2 separate regions of the Oryctolagus cuniculus genome follow, and region 2 is linked to region 1. Evidence: chromatin contacts called from public Hi-C data. All regions are on one chromosome and are shown on one strand. The core of a region is the stretch at or near the end of the contact, and the rest is flanking DNA. Distances in the headings are between cores, read along the strand shown. Region 1 overlaps EML4 (EMAP like 4). Region 2 has its middle 170 kb from the start of PKDCC.

What was found. Hi-C and Micro-C count contacts between places; a contact is called where the count stands out from the background.
Region 2: a contact with region 1 is called in a Hi-C map of an unstated tissue, with 3 times the contacts expected there. The contact joins two enhancer-like sites. A contact is called at or near these places in 4 of 6 Hi-C or Micro-C datasets (ear pinna, psoas muscle, skin fibroblasts and 1 more).

What each region holds. Positions count from the first base shown.
Region 1 is chr2:160,292,994-160,297,147 of mOryCun1.1, forward strand. EML4 (EMAP like 4) reads right to left here. Exons shown (of 25, transcript XM_070069208.1): 22 at 1,419-1,506; 23 at 908-1,006. LOC138848639 (a long non-coding RNA gene) reads left to right here. Exons shown (of 2, transcript XR_011386671.1): 2 at 1-4,154. Among named protein-coding and RNA genes, the nearest start is that of COX7A2L, 40 kb to the left of the region's middle. Within about 2 kb of position 1,763, at least 1 of the 8 cell types and tissues checked has an H3K27ac peak or open chromatin away from gene starts, as enhancers often do.
Region 2 is chr2:160,769,285-160,773,438 of mOryCun1.1, forward strand. No RefSeq gene overlaps it. Among named protein-coding and RNA genes, the nearest start is that of PKDCC, 170 kb to the left of the region's middle. Within about 2 kb of position 2,182, at least 1 of the 8 cell types and tissues checked has an H3K27ac peak or open chromatin away from gene starts, as enhancers often do.

The DNA of each region.
Region 1 (4,154 bases), core at 513-3,012:
ACAAGGCTTTATTATTTTAACTTTCCTATTTGATCTTCTAACTCCCTTAGGAGGATACCTAAAGATCAGGAAAGGCTGAGGAAATTAAATCTGTCAGAGGACAGATTTCTAAAATGTCCAAAACATCAGATGAAGAGCAATCTCCAAATTTTATCTTTGAATAATCGCTAATTAAAATGTCTGTCTATAAATGATGCTGGGACAACTGGGACATCATCGGCAAAAGAGTAAGACCTGGAGAAAGTGGACCCTCAGTCAGCACTGCTGCTGGGGAGGCTGGGGGTGCAGCTGCTTTAGAAGCAGTGCAGCAATCCTTCAGAAAGTCATGGAGTTCCCGTATGACCCAGCGATCCTGCTCAAGAGAAGTGAAAGAAAGTATATTTGCAAAATAACTTGGATGTGGGGGCCTGCAGCACTGGCATCCCATATGGATGCTGGTTCAAGTCCTGGCTTCCCTACTTCCAATCCAGCTTCTTGCTAATGTGCCTGAGAAAATTAATAGTGATAACACTAAAGAAAATAAATAGGGGCCGAGTTGTGGCAAAGCAGGCTAAGCTGCTACCTGTGATGCTGGCATTCTGTATCAGAGTGCCAGTTTGAATCCTGGCTGCTCTGCTCCCAATCCAGTTCTCTGAAGTTGGCCCAAGTATTTGGGCCCCTGCCACCCACATAGGAGATCCAAGTGAAGTTCTAGGCTCCTGGCTTCAGCCTAGGCCAGCCCTGGCCATTTGGGGCAGTAAACCAGTAGATGGAAGATGTCTTTCTGTCACCAAGCCTTTCACATAAATAAAAGCAAATCTTTTTTTTAAAAAAATCAGACTTTCATTTATAAAGTCACACAAATTAGGATTATGTATCAAAATCTCACAAAGCACCTCTTCATGTCAGGTGTCATGCATGCTCTTACCAAAGACTTGAAAGCCTAGCACACAGGTGTACGTCGTCCAATCAATGTCCTTACAATCTGATCGGTTCCTGATTAGTTTGCAGCCGCCTGGAATGTCCCCTTAAATTTGGAAACGGGAAGTATAATCATAGTACTGTGTAACAAATGTATTTGAAAGTACATCTTGACTCAAACTAACCACATTCACTTTGATTTATAATATATACACTGACAAACATTAAGGCACATATAAACATTTTTTCCACGTGTTTAACAGGAATTTTTTTTTCCTTTGAAGCCCTATGTCCATCTATTATGCTTAAAACCATTCAGAGCAGCATCAACCCCACTAATTCCTATTACATGTGCCTTCAGTTCTACACAATTCAATTGATTACTTTCTTGAAGACAGGAACTACATTTGAAATTACTGCTTAGCTCAGAAGCCTGTCCGTTCTCTCTGCAATTCAAGCTCCATGCAGCCTGTTCGTCAGCATGCCTGACAGACATCTGTGTGATCACTGATACTCACAGTATAATATCTCATAATCTCCAGAGTTAGACATTATATTCTTGTTGTCTGGGGACCAGTCAAGGTGTGTGATGTAGCTGGAATGTCCCTAGAGAATGAAAGGGCAATTATCAGAATTTGGGGTTTTTAATGATGAATAATTTAAGTTAGCCAATACTGTTTCCTGAGTACCCATTTGTCACAATTCCTAAAGGCTAGGGAGCACTACTACAACCTCCAGAGCTGAACAGGGCCCACAGAAGGTCCTCAGATCTTATTCCACTTTACTGGGAGCCACAGATGCAGCGTAAGGAGAAGCTAGAGTTCCTGCAGTCTCTGGAACTGAGGGGATCTCATCACCATGACAACATGGAAGCAGCTGGAACTGAGGGGAATCCTGGCTTCTTCCGAGAGACACCAGAAGCAGACATGTACTTACTACTTGTGCCAGAAAGCATCTCTTCTAAGAAAGAACCTCAAAAATGTTTGAGGAAACTGCAGTAGTTATCACACTTTTGGATCCTCTGCCCGTCACTGGGGTCTCTATTAAAGTGACTCCGTTTTTGAGAAATATTGGCCACACGTTGTGCAGAGAGTGCAGTTTTCCTGGACTGCTTCTTGAGCGTCCTTGGCATACCTCAGAAGCCGAGGAGCATGGCACCCACACAGGAGTGTTCTTATAATGGAGGGCTCCTAAAAACTACAAATAATGTTCTGGAGGAGAAGTCACCCAACACTGCCCTCCTTCAGAACAGCTGTACCCAATATAATCACCTTACTCTTCAAAACATTACTTAAACAGGAAAACAGTGATCTTTCTCTGTTTATGTTGTACTAACATTGTGGGTACTAAAATGAGTTATTAAATGCTGAATTTTTTTGGCTTCATATGAGCATTTGATGATTTCCAGTGAACTACTTGAGAGAAATTACACAAATCTAATAATTCACCAAAATCAACACTTCATCTCCTGAGGGTAATCCAAAAAGCTCAGGAAAAACACAATTCAGAGATAAAATGAATTTGGTCAAAAACAACAACAAAAACCATAGTCCCCTAGCCCCCCCCCCACCCCAAATATACATTTCCATGAACTTCTTTGCATGTATCTTAGATGCATGGATTTCAAACCTTTTTTGCACTAAAATAAAATCTCGATTCCAGTATCTATGAAGTTTTTAAATTACTCTCGTACAGTATCACATATAAATCTCAGAGGGACCTCAAAGAGGAGGAAGCTTAGGAGGCACAGAAAGGTTATGCAACTTTTCTGAAATCACAAAGAATTGGTGGACCCAAGGTTCAAACTCAAGTCAGATGATCGTGGAGCAAATTAAACTCAGCATTTAAGCTTATCTTTTACTCATTTCTGGAACACTGAAGATGAGAACAAAATAATTTAAAAGTACTATTTTCAGAAAAAGTTTATAGGTAAATAAGGACCTTTTCTTCTTACATGCGAGCAACGCTGAGGTCAATAAGTACACTGTGTGGAAGCACTAAACCACTGGCACCAGCAGTCTTCAGATCTTTTTAGCTCATGTAAAATCCTACTTGGGAGGCCCAATTACATGAAACAAATCAGATCCATACTAGCCCAGATCAACCCTGCACCCAGGAAGGCTTTGCACAAAACAAGTTACAAAGATCTCTGAATCCAAAGCTGCTTTCTATACTTTTCCATAGCAGTGATTACAAAACGATGGTTTCTACAGTTAACAGGGGACACAGCCATGAATCTATGAACCCTACAGTTTATCATCTAACCACTTTTTCTAGTATTTACTAAACACCAAAAAAGATGGCAGATCATGAAATGCAGCAATTAGAAAAAAGGTCAGAGTTAAAATCTAAATTAGATGATGGAACTGAGAACCACAAATGCCACAGATTAGCTCAGGCAAGAATGGTGTGTGTGCTGGAGGGGACACTGCGTTCTGGCAAGTGCAGGGCAGACTGGTCCCAGAAGGGGTAATGAATGGCCACCATAGATCAAAGGGTACAAAGATGAATGCCTCCCACCCCTCTCCTCCCAGATCTCCCAGCCACCTGGAGTGGCAGTCTCATGAAGAGCCAACTATTTCCTGGGAGATCACTGGAGTTCCTTCAAAGCAATGGGTTAGGACCTGTTATGTGTAGTAAACAAACCTGCATCCTATGGCACAAGATAGCAAGTATGTAACATCTTCAGCACAAAGTACACTCTTTGCTCTTCTTAATTTAGCTGTCTGAGGCAGGCATGTGTAAGCACTATACTACATGAAGCAAATACTGAGCATTGCTCTGCCATCTGACTTTTTTTGTGCCTTTTGGTGGGTAGCTTAGGCTATCTGGAAATAAAAGGCAAACAGAGTACCCTTCCACCCATTTGTACTACTTCAAAATTAAGAAACTCCTTTAAGTGTCAGATTGTACTCTGAATTGTACAACTGTATTTGTACTATATTTTTGCTTTGTTTCTGAAATGATAAAGATTGTACAGCATTAAAATGAAATGCAAGGGTTAGAAATGAGAGGGAAAAGGAAAGTAACAGGGGATGTGAAAAAAGATTTAGCCTGAAGTGCTCTTGGCTAGGTTCTAGCATATGCTGAGGGGTTTGAAGGTTTGATCAGAGTCACATCAAAGTTTTAACTCAGTGTCTCACCTCTGGAGCCTAGTTTATTCATCTAGTTATATTGTAACTGGATTAATCAAGATTGGCTTGATCAGAGAGGTCAGAGCACAAAGCAGAGGACTGTAGTAGAGTTCCCCATTT
Region 2 (4,154 bases), core at 932-3,431, 480 kb after region 1:
CTTCCAGGCCAGCTCTCTGCTGTGGCCCGGGAGTGCAGTGGAGGATGGCCCAAGTTGTTGGGCCCTGCACCTGCATGGGAGACCAGGAGGAGGCACCCGGCTACTGGCTTCGGATCAGCGTGGTGTGCCGGCCGCAGTGGCCATTGGGAGGTGAACCAACGGAAAAGGAAGACCTTTCTTTCTGTCTCGCTCTCACTGTCCACTCTGTCCACTCTGCCTGTCAAAAAAAAAAAAAAGATTTTCTTTATGAAAGACACTTGAAAAAGGGTGAGGGAGTATCCCTAATATTCACTTTAGGCAGGTGGATGTGGGTTTGAAATGTGGAGATTCAGGGGTTGGGCATTTGTGCAGTGGTTGACACAGCCTGGGATGCCTGCATCCCACATCAGAATACGTGAGTTCAAGTCCCAGCTCTGCCAATCCATCTTCCTGCTAATGTGCGGGTTGAGAGGCAGTAGTGGTGGCTCAAGGACTTGGGTTCCTGCCATCCACGTGGGACACTTGGATGGAGTCCCTGGCTCCTGGCTGATGTAGGCCTTTGGGGAGTGAACCAACAGATGGAAGGTCTCTCTTTTTCTGTTTTTGTCTTTCTTCTTTTCAAATAGACTGAAAATAAATAAATAAAATTGAAAAATAAATTTGAATGTTGAGATTTAGAAGACAAAACTCAAGCAAGATATGATTTTTTTTTAAAGTAGGAAAATCAACAGGTTGATTTTTTTGTCACTGTTCAAAATCCTGTGGAACAACTAGGGGTGGAATGAATGGAGTAAAGTTAGAGGAGGGATAGTGTTTCCTGTAGGAGCGTAGTAACTTTTTAGAACTGGAAGCTTATCAGCAGTTCAGCAGGAAACATGAATGAGTTGTACACTAAGCTTTTCTTGCATACACAATAAGGAGGAACATATAATTGATTCTTTTTCAAAGAAACAGCATGAACATTTACCAACCGTATTTATTGCTGGGAGGAGCTGTGTCTAGAAGAAGACCAAAGGCCAAAGGCCACTGATGGGTGATAAGGGCTTGTGAATTGGAGCCTCCACTCAGTAAGGAGGCAAACATGGGGAAAACACCCTCAGATAACGGTGTTGGCTGCCATATTAGCATATCACAGACCTTGTCTTTTTCAGAAAGTTTTATTTATTTTTTTATTCGAAAAGCAGAGTTACACACACACACACACACACACACAGATACTGAGAGAGATACCTTCCATCTATTAGTTAAACCACACACACACACACACACACACACACACACATTCTGAGATACCTTCCATCTATTAAACACTCTCTCTCTCCCTCTCTCTTCTCTCTCTCTCTCTCTCTCTCGATACCTTCCATCTATTAGTTAAACCGCTGCAGCCGGGCCAGGTTGAAGCCAGGAGCCAGGGACTCCATTTCGGTCTCTCACGTGGATGGGAGGCACTCAAGTACCTGAGCCATCAGCTGCTGCCTCCCAGGCATAGTAACAGGGAGCTGGATCAGAAGTGGAGGCAGAGGTGGGGCTGGATCCCAGGCACTCTGATCCCGGACACCGGAGACCCAAGCAGTGGCTTACGTGCTGTGTCACAACACCTGGCACCCCCTCCTCCACAGGAGCTTTATCTGGTGTCTGTCATGGGGAAATATCAAACGAAAGATCCTCCTTGAGGTTCAGTCTCTGGAACAAAGACAGGGAGACTTGCTTTCCAGGTGAGCGCGGGGAGGAGCTTTTCCTGCAATGCCAGCTCCACACACGGCCTTTGAAGGACTCCTTTGGTTGAGAACATCATAGCCTTGATGTGGGAAAGTGGTCAAACCAAGTCCAGCTTTTAATGTGCTCTGTGCCTCCCAAAGAGGATGGGCCTGAAACAAGACCCACAGTTTATGCAAGCTGGCAGTCTCTCTTTCTTTTGGTCACCATCTGTTTTCTGGTTTATTTGTCCTTGGTCCCTGTGACGCCAAACAACTGGTTTGACTGGTTTTTGTTTCACTAAATGGATGAGACTGACCTCCTTGGTGTCCTGTGGAGACAGCTCCCAGCACTGGGGCCTAGCCTGCTGGGGGAACAAGGCTGCCTTTTCTCCGAGGCCGGTTTCAGCGTGACTGTATGTTCGAGGTATTTGGATATTGCAGACCTGTGAGTCTCCAGAGTAGGTCTGGAAAAAACAACAAGCAACCACGCCACGCTTAGAGTCGGGGCACTGGAAAGCGGGTTTTGTAACAGCTCCCAGAAGGCACATGTGCTGTGGGCGGGCAGAAGGTTCTGATGTGATCCCAGCCAACCCCAGGGTCATGAGCAGTGGCTGGAGGCACGGGCAGGGGGAGGGGCTGGCAGTCTGGGCATGCCCCGGAATGCCCATCTACAGGGTGGACTGTGTCACAAACGTTTCAGCTGACTGAGGCTTCTACTCACGCAGTGTGACATTTGATTTGTGCATTTATAGGACGTCCTGCCATCCCCAAGTCTAGCTGCTGACAGTTGCTGGGTGCTGGCTTTTGCAGATGCTGTAAGTCTGACACAGGCTGGCCCAATGCAGTTGCTGGTTACTGATGATTTACTTTATTATGCAAATTTAAATCTTTTTAAATGTGCTCCCCCCAATAAATCATTTGGTTAGGAAAATTAGCTCTATTATACATTATGCCCTAAGCCTAAATGAAGTTTGTGTAACACTTCTAGTAATAAGACTGCTCCTAGATGTCTAAGCAAGTGCTGAACAAATCATGAAATGGGCTGCCGTGGCGTGCTTGCTAAGTGGCAGGCTCTTTACGTATGTCATTGCTCGTAGGACCTGCAGTGGTGCTGTGAGGTATTATTAGTCCCATTCTACAGATGAGAAAGTTAAGGTTTAGATGGGATTAGTAACCTGACTTCAGGTAATGACTTGTAAGTGTCAGAGCTGGAGTGTCATGTGGCCTGCAGAGTTTCAGTTTAATCAATCTGCTACACAGCTTTTGAAGAGTTAAAGCTTAAGCTTACAGGTTTAAAAACCTTCCTGGTGCAGCTGTGAAAATAAGACAGAGTAAAGTAGCACCTTGACAGTAGGGACTCCATTTTGGAGCACTTGAGACTGCATTCTGGGAAAGCAACCCCCCCACCATGAGACTCTGGTCTGAAACTATGATCTCAAATAGTCGGACAATAGCAGTACACTACATCACCCTTGGCAACGCACAAAAACCCCCTAGCATGATTGCTCAAGCTTAAAAGTAAAAAGGTTACACCTGGGTTACCTGGGCTAATAATAAAGATGTGATTTGTCTATGTCTTAAGATCATAATTGCTGATTGTAAGACTTTAGCAACCGCTTAACAACCGTGTATTCTCTTCCCCTTCCCGGTTTTGCGGTTTTTGCCTTTATAAACCCTAACCTTTGGTTATTCGGGGCTGCTCTGCTCATGATGATCAGACAGCCCCAGCATGCTGGATAATCAATAAAGCTTCCCCTTGCTGTTTGCATAAGAGATGTCTCTTGGTGACGTTTTTCGGGCGGTCGACTCTCACACTTTCAAATATTAAAAACCAGCAAATGCAAGGCTTTGAAGTTTTTTTTAAAGATTTATTTATTTATTTGAAAGGCAGAGTTACAGAGAGGCAGAAGGAGAGAGAGAGAGACAGAGAGAGAGAGAGAGAGAGGGAGGTTTTCTATATGCTGGTTCACTCTCAGATGGCTGCAACGGCCAGAGTTGTGCCAATCCGAAGGCAGGAGTCAGGAGCTTCTTCTGCGTCTCCCACATGGATGCAGGGGCCCAAGCACTTGGGCCATCTTCCACCGCTTTCCCAGGCCATAGCAGAGAGCTGAATCAGAAGTAGAGCAGCTGGGACTCGAACTGGCGCCCATATGGGATGCCGGCACTTCAGGTGGCAGCTTTACCCGCTATGCCACAGGGCCACCCCTGAAGTGTTCTAAAATCATTAGCCTGTCTGGGTGTCAGCCTGAGTGTGCTTTGTCTGGTTCCATTGAGCAGAGGTGACAGAGCAGAAGCTCAGTGCAGTGACACCCCCTGGAACGACAGTGAAGAGTGAACAGTCTTCAGGCAAAGTTGGCAGGGCAGAGAGATCAGACTGAGGACAGGTAGGACTTGGATGATGTCAAGAAGGATGCTGTATTAGGGCATGGAGGCATAGATCCAGCAAGGAGCTCTCTGGGGCAAAATAAAGAGGTGCCT